Regions from separate parts of the Triticum aestivum genome. Here region 1 is linked to region 2. A link is a contact called in public Hi-C data. All regions are on one chromosome and are shown on one strand. The core of a region is the stretch at or near the end of the contact, and the rest is flanking DNA. Distances in the headings are between cores, read along the strand shown.

Region 1 (4,230 bases), core at 264-2,763, 36 kb before region 2:
GCCCGAAAAACTTGCGGTTCCTCTACAATGATGTCATGGTAGAGTTGGAACATCACTCCAACAGAATACAGGCACACCGAAGGATCGAGAACCAGAAGATCTCAACCAACTCCAAGAAGATATTGTTGAGCACCACTGGTTACTTCATATCACTTGATTCTTGTGCTTTGATCATGTTTTATTTGGATTCTTATATTTCATTTGGACCTATATTGTGTTTGAAATTTGAATGGCTAATTTTTAAAAACATTAAATTTGATATGTACTTTAATGTGTGTACTTGAATTCTCGGTTTTCGAATTAATATGTTGTGATAGTATATGTTCCAATGGAGTTTGGATGAATTGGCAAAATTCTCCTTTTTAGAGAATTAAGTCCTTTTTATTTCGAGAGTATGGAAAATTAAGTTTTAAGGGAAGGACTAATGAAGAAAAGTTCAACCAGAGTTTGTGCATAAATATCTCGGAACAAGAATTGAACTAAGAAACGTAGTTACATATACAGTCGAGGTACACGAGGAGCGGGGGTGGGTGAGACGAGCGAGCACCGGCTAGCTGGGTGCGAAGCGGTCGAGCAGCAGGTACACCGTCGCGTCCGACATCCCACCGCCGCCGGCCTCCTTCCGGTCGACGACGGAAGGCTTCGCCGCCGCGGCCGCCTTGTTGCCATGAGCGGCCCCTCCCATCTGGTGTTGGTGATCGGCGTGGCTCACCGTCGGCACGGCCTGCCTCTTCTTCCCACGGATGGCGGCGGAGAGCTTGCCGAAGAACCAGACGCCGGCGACGTCGGACGCGGTCGTCGTCGTCGTAGAAGACATGGCGATGGCGCAGGCTTGATCTCAACTAACTTGTGGGCCGGACGAACGAACTTGTATGATTGCGGGAACGAAATGGGCGATCTGGATGCCAGCGAACGGGGATGTGCAAATGCGATGGAGCACCTTGGATGCTGGCTGTCGCTTATATAGGGCGCCATGCATCGCTGACGGGAAGGTGGCCAGGTAGGATATGCATTGCAGTTGGGGGTGACTGGCTGGCTCCACACGGCAAAGTATACCGTGGGCGTGCCGTGCGCGCGTCTGACTCGTTTTCGGTGCGGGTTCGGGTCGTCGTTGTTGGAGCGGATCTGGGGTCTGAACCGCCTGCAGGGTCGCAGTCGGAGGCACACTGATCCTGACCAAAACCGACGGGCGACGGACCGGCCGGGTAATTTGTCTGGGCACGAAGACAAGACAGAGGCAGCTAAGATGGCGCATCGTTGATGATTTTGTTTCAACTGGTCAGCTTTTTTTTTTTTGTAGAAAAAAATTGATTTTTGAAAAGCCATCACGACGCCAAGACTAACCTAAGTTAATAATTAACTTGGAAGAGTAGTTTTCAGCCTTTTTTTTGTGTGTGATTCAAAGAGCTTTATTGATTTTTGATAGATAACCATCGTTCACATGGCCCTTTTGTCTCGATGTGAAAGGAACGAGCTGTCGTAAACAGCAAATGCTATGTCGTCTCTTCCGATCATTCACGCGCGTGGCAGTGACGCGGACATACGGCCACGTTGTCTCCACGAGTGATCACGATCCGTGTGAGCGATAGATGACGGTTCCACGTTTCCACGATGCCGTAAAGAAAGCACGCGCCGCGCCGGTAACATGATAGCTGCCTCTTTGAATCGCGAAAAACCATTTTGTGCTTCTGATCTCTCTTAGAATCACGTTGTTCTTTACAGAAGTCTGTTGGGTTTAGTCCCACATCGGTTGTGGGGGGAGACATAACACGACTTATAAGGGCGGGGGGTGTCCCCTCCTAACAGGCTAGTCTTTTGGGGGGAGAGGGCCCAAGTCCTGTCATAAGTCGGTGTTGCTCTCCGGTTGGGCCTGGTTGACGCATGTGGGTCGGAAACGCTGGTGATAGCGGACCCGGGATTGCGTAACAATTGGTATCAGAGCCCAGGTGACCGGAATGAATCTCGGTAGACTCACGGGTGGTCGGTCATGGTTGGTGGGCTGGAAACGCTGGTGTTAGCGGGCCCATGGATGACCGATGTGTGAGGGGGAGATTGTTGGGTTTAGTAAGAGGAATGGATGTGGAATTGGTGGAATTGATGATGTATTGTTTGAGCCTCGTGGGGAGTACATGATTTTCTTGAAATACAAGACAAGGTACAATAAATCCTAGATTATACTATATTCTGCAACTAATCATGATACTCAACACCCCCATAGTCATAATGGTAGCGACGCAGACGGTGAGACTGGAGAAGAATCCGAAGGGTGTAAGTTGACGGGCATCCCCCCACAGTTATAGAGGTCACATATTGCGGAAGTTGTGGCTGGAGTGAAAAGCCGACGAGGTTGCTCAAGTAAGATGGTAGCTCTTTGTGCCGATGTCGATATAGCCGAGAGCATAGGGTGGTGTAGCCATGATCGGGGTAGCCGTGCGAGGGATGGGGTGGCCGGTGTCAAGGTAGTCGCTGTGTTAGTAAGGGGCGCAGTGCTGCGCCAGAAAGAAGATGGGGTGGACGAGGTGCCGCGTTTGCCAGCTAGGGGACACGTTCGGAATGCATAAGTCGATGTTGCCAGCACAGGGCATGCGTAGATGGAAAGAAGTCGGTGTTGACGAGGCATCACACCAGGAATGCCAAGCCCGGAGACACGTCGTGGATGAAGGCACGCGTCGGTCTTATCAACACCAGACATGCGTATACGGGGACCAGCATGAGCTGTATGCCAAGTCGGAGGGACCAGCACTGGAGGACTCGATGACGGTTGCGACGCTAATCAACGTGCGGTAGAAGGTGCCGATGTCAGCGAAGATGACGGCGATGATACGTCCATTTTGCATCATGTTTTCCTACTGTTATAGTGTTTTATTCAATATAACACTTTGTTGAGTAATTCTAATGCATTTTCTCTCATAATATGCAAGGTTTACACAAAGAGGGAGAATACCGACAACTAGAATTCTAAACCTGAAAAAGCGACGTCAGAGATACCTATTCTGCACATTTCCAAATGAGCTGAAATTTTACGGAGAATTATTTTGGAATATATAAAATATACTGGAGAAAATAAATACCTGAGGGGGCCACCTAGGTGCCCACTAGGCACCAGGGCGCACCTGCCCCCTGCGCGCCCTGGTAGGTAGTGGGGGCCCTGACCCACCTTCGGTGCCCATCTTCTGGTACATAAGGTCTTTTTACCTAGAAAAAAGGAGATGACTTTCGGGACGGAGCACCGCCGTCTCGAGGCGGAACTTGGAGAGGAGCACTTTTGTCCTCCGACGGAGCGATTCCGCCGGGGGAACTTCCCTTCGGGAGGGGGAAATCAAAGCCATCGTCATCACCAACAATCCTTTCATGTTTGGGAGACCAATCTTCATCAACATCTTCAACATCACCATATCATCTCAAACCCTAGTTCATCTCTTATGTTCAATCTTTGTATCAAAAACTTAGATTGGTACCTGTGGGTGACTTGTAGTGTTGATTACATCTTGTAGTTGATGTCAGCCGGTTTATTTGGTGAAAGATTATATGTTTAGATCCATTATGATATTTATGACTCCTCTGATCCTGAGCATGAATATTATTTGTGAGTAGTTTCCTTTGTTCTTGAGGCCACGAGAGAAGTCATGTTGCAAGTAATCATGTGAATTTGATATTCGTTCGATATTTTGATGATGTGTATGTTGTGATTTTCTTAGTGGTGTTATATGAACGTCAACTACATGACACTTCATCATATTTGGGCCTAAGGGAATGCATTGTGGAGTAGTTATTAGATGATGGGTTGCTAGAGTGACAGAAACTTAAACCCTAGTTTATGCGTTGTTTCATACGGGGCTGATTTGGATCCATATGTTTAATGTTATGGTTAGATTTTATCTTAATTCTTCTTTCGTAGTTGCCGATACTTGCGAGGGGAATTAATCATAAATGGAAGGCTTGTTCAAGTAAAAACAACACCCAAGCATCGGTCCACCCACATATCAAATTATCAAAGTAGCGAACGCAAATCAAACTAACATGATAAAAGTGACTAGATGAAATTCATGTGTGCCCTGAAGAACGTTTTTCTTATTAAGAGACCGGTCCGGCCTGTCCTTTGCTACAAAAAGGATTGGGCTACCTTACTACACTTTTTTCACCGTTACTTGCTCGTTACAAATTATCTTGCTACCAAACTATCTGTTATCGACAATTTCAGTGCTTGCAGAAATTACCTAGCTGAAAACC
Region 2 (3,755 bases), core at 587-3,086:
AGGCACGAACAGAAACTAGATTTCTAATAAGGGAGGGGGAGATGAGAATTTCTAGAAGAGAGAGTGGGCGGGAGGGGGTGGGGAAGGAGGTGGAGCCGATGCCGGTGATGGGCAGGAGAGCACCATTAGCGACGATGATCGAGGTTGGAGAGGAAGGAGAAGGAGGGGAAAAGGGTATACCAGAGCCGGAGCCCATATGGGAAGAGGCGCCGCTGTCGAAGATCCAATCGCCACCAGGAGCAGTGGGCGGATGCAGAGCCATCTGATTCAGGGCAGCAATGAGGGCGGCTTGATCCCATTGTGGTGATGCCGAAACGGTGGTCGTAGTCAGGTGCGCCTGGGGCACGACGGGAGCGGGTGGGCGGGCGCCGAGGATCCCCTGGAAGGTGCCGACCACCGTTGCAGCCGGAGCGGGCAGACGCGGGACGAGCAGAAGGCCGCCGGGCGCGCCCCCGCTGGAAACAGAACCGGGCTGGCCGGAGGGGTTCTGCTTGCGCTTCTTCTGGCGCCCACGAGAGCCGGGAGAGCTGGCAGACCCGCCGGGCCCGACTGTTGGAGGGCCGAGCAGCGCGGGATTGAAGGGAGGCGGGGCCGGCGTGGAAGACGACGGGCGGGCCGCGTAGAACGCGCTGGCGTGGGCGAGGAGGGCCGAGCGGGCGTTGACGCGCGCCAGGCGAGCGATGCGCTGCTCCTGCAGCTGGAGAAACGGCCGCAGCTTGATGAAGGAGGGGCGGCGGCCGCGCGTCATGTGTGGGACGGCGTGTTGGAGACGCTCGTCGAGGCCGCACAGCACGCTGTGAACGAGCTCGCGATCTTTCAGGCGGTGACCAAGGTCCCGGAGGGTGTCCGCCATGGTCTTGAGCCGGGAGGTGTAGTTGACAACGGAGAGATCGCCCAGGGTAAAGCTGTGGAACTCGTCGAGGAGGTAGGTGATCCGGGCGTCACGGTTGCTGCGGAAGAGAGAGCGAAGCGAGTGCCAGAGGGAATACGCCTGTCCTTGCGATCGGAGACGATCTCCAGCGTCGACGGAGTCACGGTGGCGTTGTACCACGAGAGGACGGCGAATTCATTGAGAACCCAGTCGGAAGTCGCCTGGGTCGGCGAGCCGTCGACGTGGGCGGTGAGGCCGAACTTGGCGAGAGCGGAGAGGGACGGCGCCAGAGGCCGTAGTTTTCTTTCTCGAAATCCAGAGTAACCAGCACATGGTCGCGGATGCGAAGGGACTGGACCTGGGTGGTGGGGAGGGTTTGGGTGGCGACGGGAAGACGGAACTGGTCATCGTCGGACTCCGAGTCGCCGGGGGAGGAGACAGAGGAGGAAGTGCTCATGGCGGTCGTGGAGGATGGGGAGGAGAGAGGAGCAGCGGAAGATGTGGATCGTGAGTTCAAACTGATACCATGTTGGAGTCTGAACGAGGGTATCGAGAGAGAGATCGTGCAACACTTCCTTGATTATAATTGAGGTTACACATGTGTATATATATACTGGCTGTTACAATAGAATTACACCAGTCTAGCCTAAGGAATAGAACCACTACATAAGCACGTTCGCTAGCAACGTCGACACCTCGCAGCTTCGCCGGCCCATGGCTGTCACAGTGCCTGTTGCCTGGCCTTTGCAAAATCGCAAGGTGCAGCATGTCGGGGCGCGGTCATAGATTGGGGTGGCGATTTGAATTGAAGTAGACGATAGCCACAATGTGCACACATGGCTGTGGTTTTATCTCACCCTGTAGATAAGGTTGAGGGGAGAAAGGGCAGTGTGTGGAGGACAGGGATGGCTGCTATACATACGATACGATGGATTGGTTGCCTCGATCCAAAGCAGACGGCAGACCTGAGGACCGATGGATTAAGCGCCATTCGTAGGACGAGCGCGATCGGCCCAATTGCTGGCCGGCCGGCCGTTCCTAAACATTTACCAATTTACAAAGACCATCTGCGAAGGGGCTCATCGATAGAACGAAGGTACGTATGTATACACTGCCACATATTTTTCAGCCAGCATTGACCGAGCCAGGGCTCAATCAGGGGCATCTCCGTAAATTGCAATCCCTGCCAACCATGACTTTTCTCTCTACCTAGCTTCCTGTTCACCCGGGCCATCCATCAATATAAGCACATCCAGGCTCCACCGATGCAGCAACCAACACTCCAGCAAATACGTACAGACACATAGATCAAACAAAGTGAAACCCCAATGGCCTCCAGTTTGCTCATAATCATACTCCCGGGTGCCACTATAGCTCTTGGTGCTACTGCTTTTTGCTTCTACTCTTGGTGCCTATCAATCGGAAAGAAACTTGAGAAAGGCAAGGTCGAAGCTTCTATTGATCTGGAAGACCCGGTAAGCCATCAGTTAATCTCTCATGTAGATCTTGTCCGCGCCACAGATAATTTTAGTGAGGATCACATGTTGGGATCTGGGGGCTTTGGAAAAGTTTTTAAAGGCCAACTGAGCAGCGGTTTGGTGGTTGCAATAAAGGTTCTTGATATGCGGTCCAAGCACAGCGTCAAGAGCTTTGACGCAGAATGTCGTGTGTTCCGCATGGCGCGTCACCGCAACCTAATACGGGTAATTAACACATGCTCTAACATGGACTTCATAGCACTAGTGTTGCAGTACATGCCCAACGGCAGCTTAGACATGCTACTTCACCACTCAGAAGATGGGGGAAGACAATTCGGGTTTCATGAAAGGTTAGCCGCTCTGCTCGACGTATCAATGGCAATGGAGTATTTGCACCATGGATACCATGAAGTGGTTTTGCATTGCGACTTGAAGCCTAGCAATGTATTGTTTGATGAGGACATGACTGCACATGTGGCAGACTTTGGCATTGCAAGGTTACTACAATGTGAGGATAGCTCAACGATCTCTTCAAACATGCCGGGTACAATTGGATACATGTCACCAGGTACTTAAGTTTGGCTATCTTGCTTAATATAAATATCCATTTCTTGTTAGACTCATGAGTCATGTTGAAATCTGTCTTCATCTTTTGCTTGTGTAGAGTATGGATCATATGGAAAAGCATCACGACTGAGTGATGTGTTTAGCTACGGAATAATGCTCCTTGAAGTTTTTACTGGAAGGAAGCCTACAGATGCTATGTTCGTCGGAGAATTAAGCCTCAGGCGATGGGTTTACCAGTCATTTCCTGCAAAGCTGAGCCATGTCGTTGATGCCCGGCTACTGCAAGGCTCCTCTTCAAGTTGCAACTTGCATGGCGACTTTCTTCTGCCGGTATTGGAAGTTGGTTTGCTCTGCTCCAACGACTCACCTTGCGATAGGATAAAGATGAGCGATGTGGTCGTTATGCTAAAAAGGATTCAAATGAAGTACACTGCATGGACAACGGAGACATCACAGAGTGCAACATCATGATTGATCACTCTTGCTTCGATATATTAATGTATATCCTTTTAGAAAATGGAACATTGTATTACCCGTTGTCTTACCAATTGACGTATACTAGTCATCAACCCGCACATCCGCACGGGCTAGTGATTTTGAAAACACGAAAGTAAGGAAACGGAAGAACTTTTCCTGTTAATATTGTAAGTGTTTGAAATGTATGCGAACTTCGAAGGCAATTTTCTCCTAACCGATAATTATACACCATTGATTAAAAGAAAAATATAACTATGTGACAATTAGATTGAAAATAAAATAAATTGTGGACTTCCAAGAAACATTTAGAAGGAATCACATGCCCAATAGAAGAATCAGTAACACGTATTCATGGTCATCAG

The links. Hi-C and Micro-C count contacts between places; a contact is called where the count stands out from the background.
Region 1: a Hi-C map of leaf shows a contact between it and region 2, with 4 times the contacts expected there. The contact joins the enhancer-like site here to the promoter of LOC123115724 in region 2. A contact is called at or near these places in 4 of 5 Hi-C or Micro-C datasets (leaf, root and an unstated tissue) and 1 of 1 datasets of contacts at active chromatin or transcription factors (leaf).

The regions. Positions count from the first base shown.
Region 1 is chr5B:78,940,289-78,944,518 of IWGSC CS RefSeq v2.1, reverse strand. No RefSeq gene overlaps it. Among protein-coding and RNA genes, the nearest start is that of LOC123110509, 13 kb to the left of the region's middle. Within about 2 kb of position 1,513, at least 4 of the 8 cell types and tissues checked have an H3K27ac peak or open chromatin away from gene starts, as enhancers often do. A contact at or near this core is called in leaf and root, where this site is marked.
Region 2 is chr5B:78,904,652-78,908,406 of IWGSC CS RefSeq v2.1, reverse strand. LOC123115724 (probable LRR receptor-like serine/threonine-protein kinase At3g47570) reads left to right here and starts at 1,836. Exons shown (of 3, transcript XM_044536827.1): 1 at 1,836-2,699; 2 at 2,831-2,917; 3 at 3,014-3,460. The coding sequence starts at 2,669. The coding sequence ends at 3,387.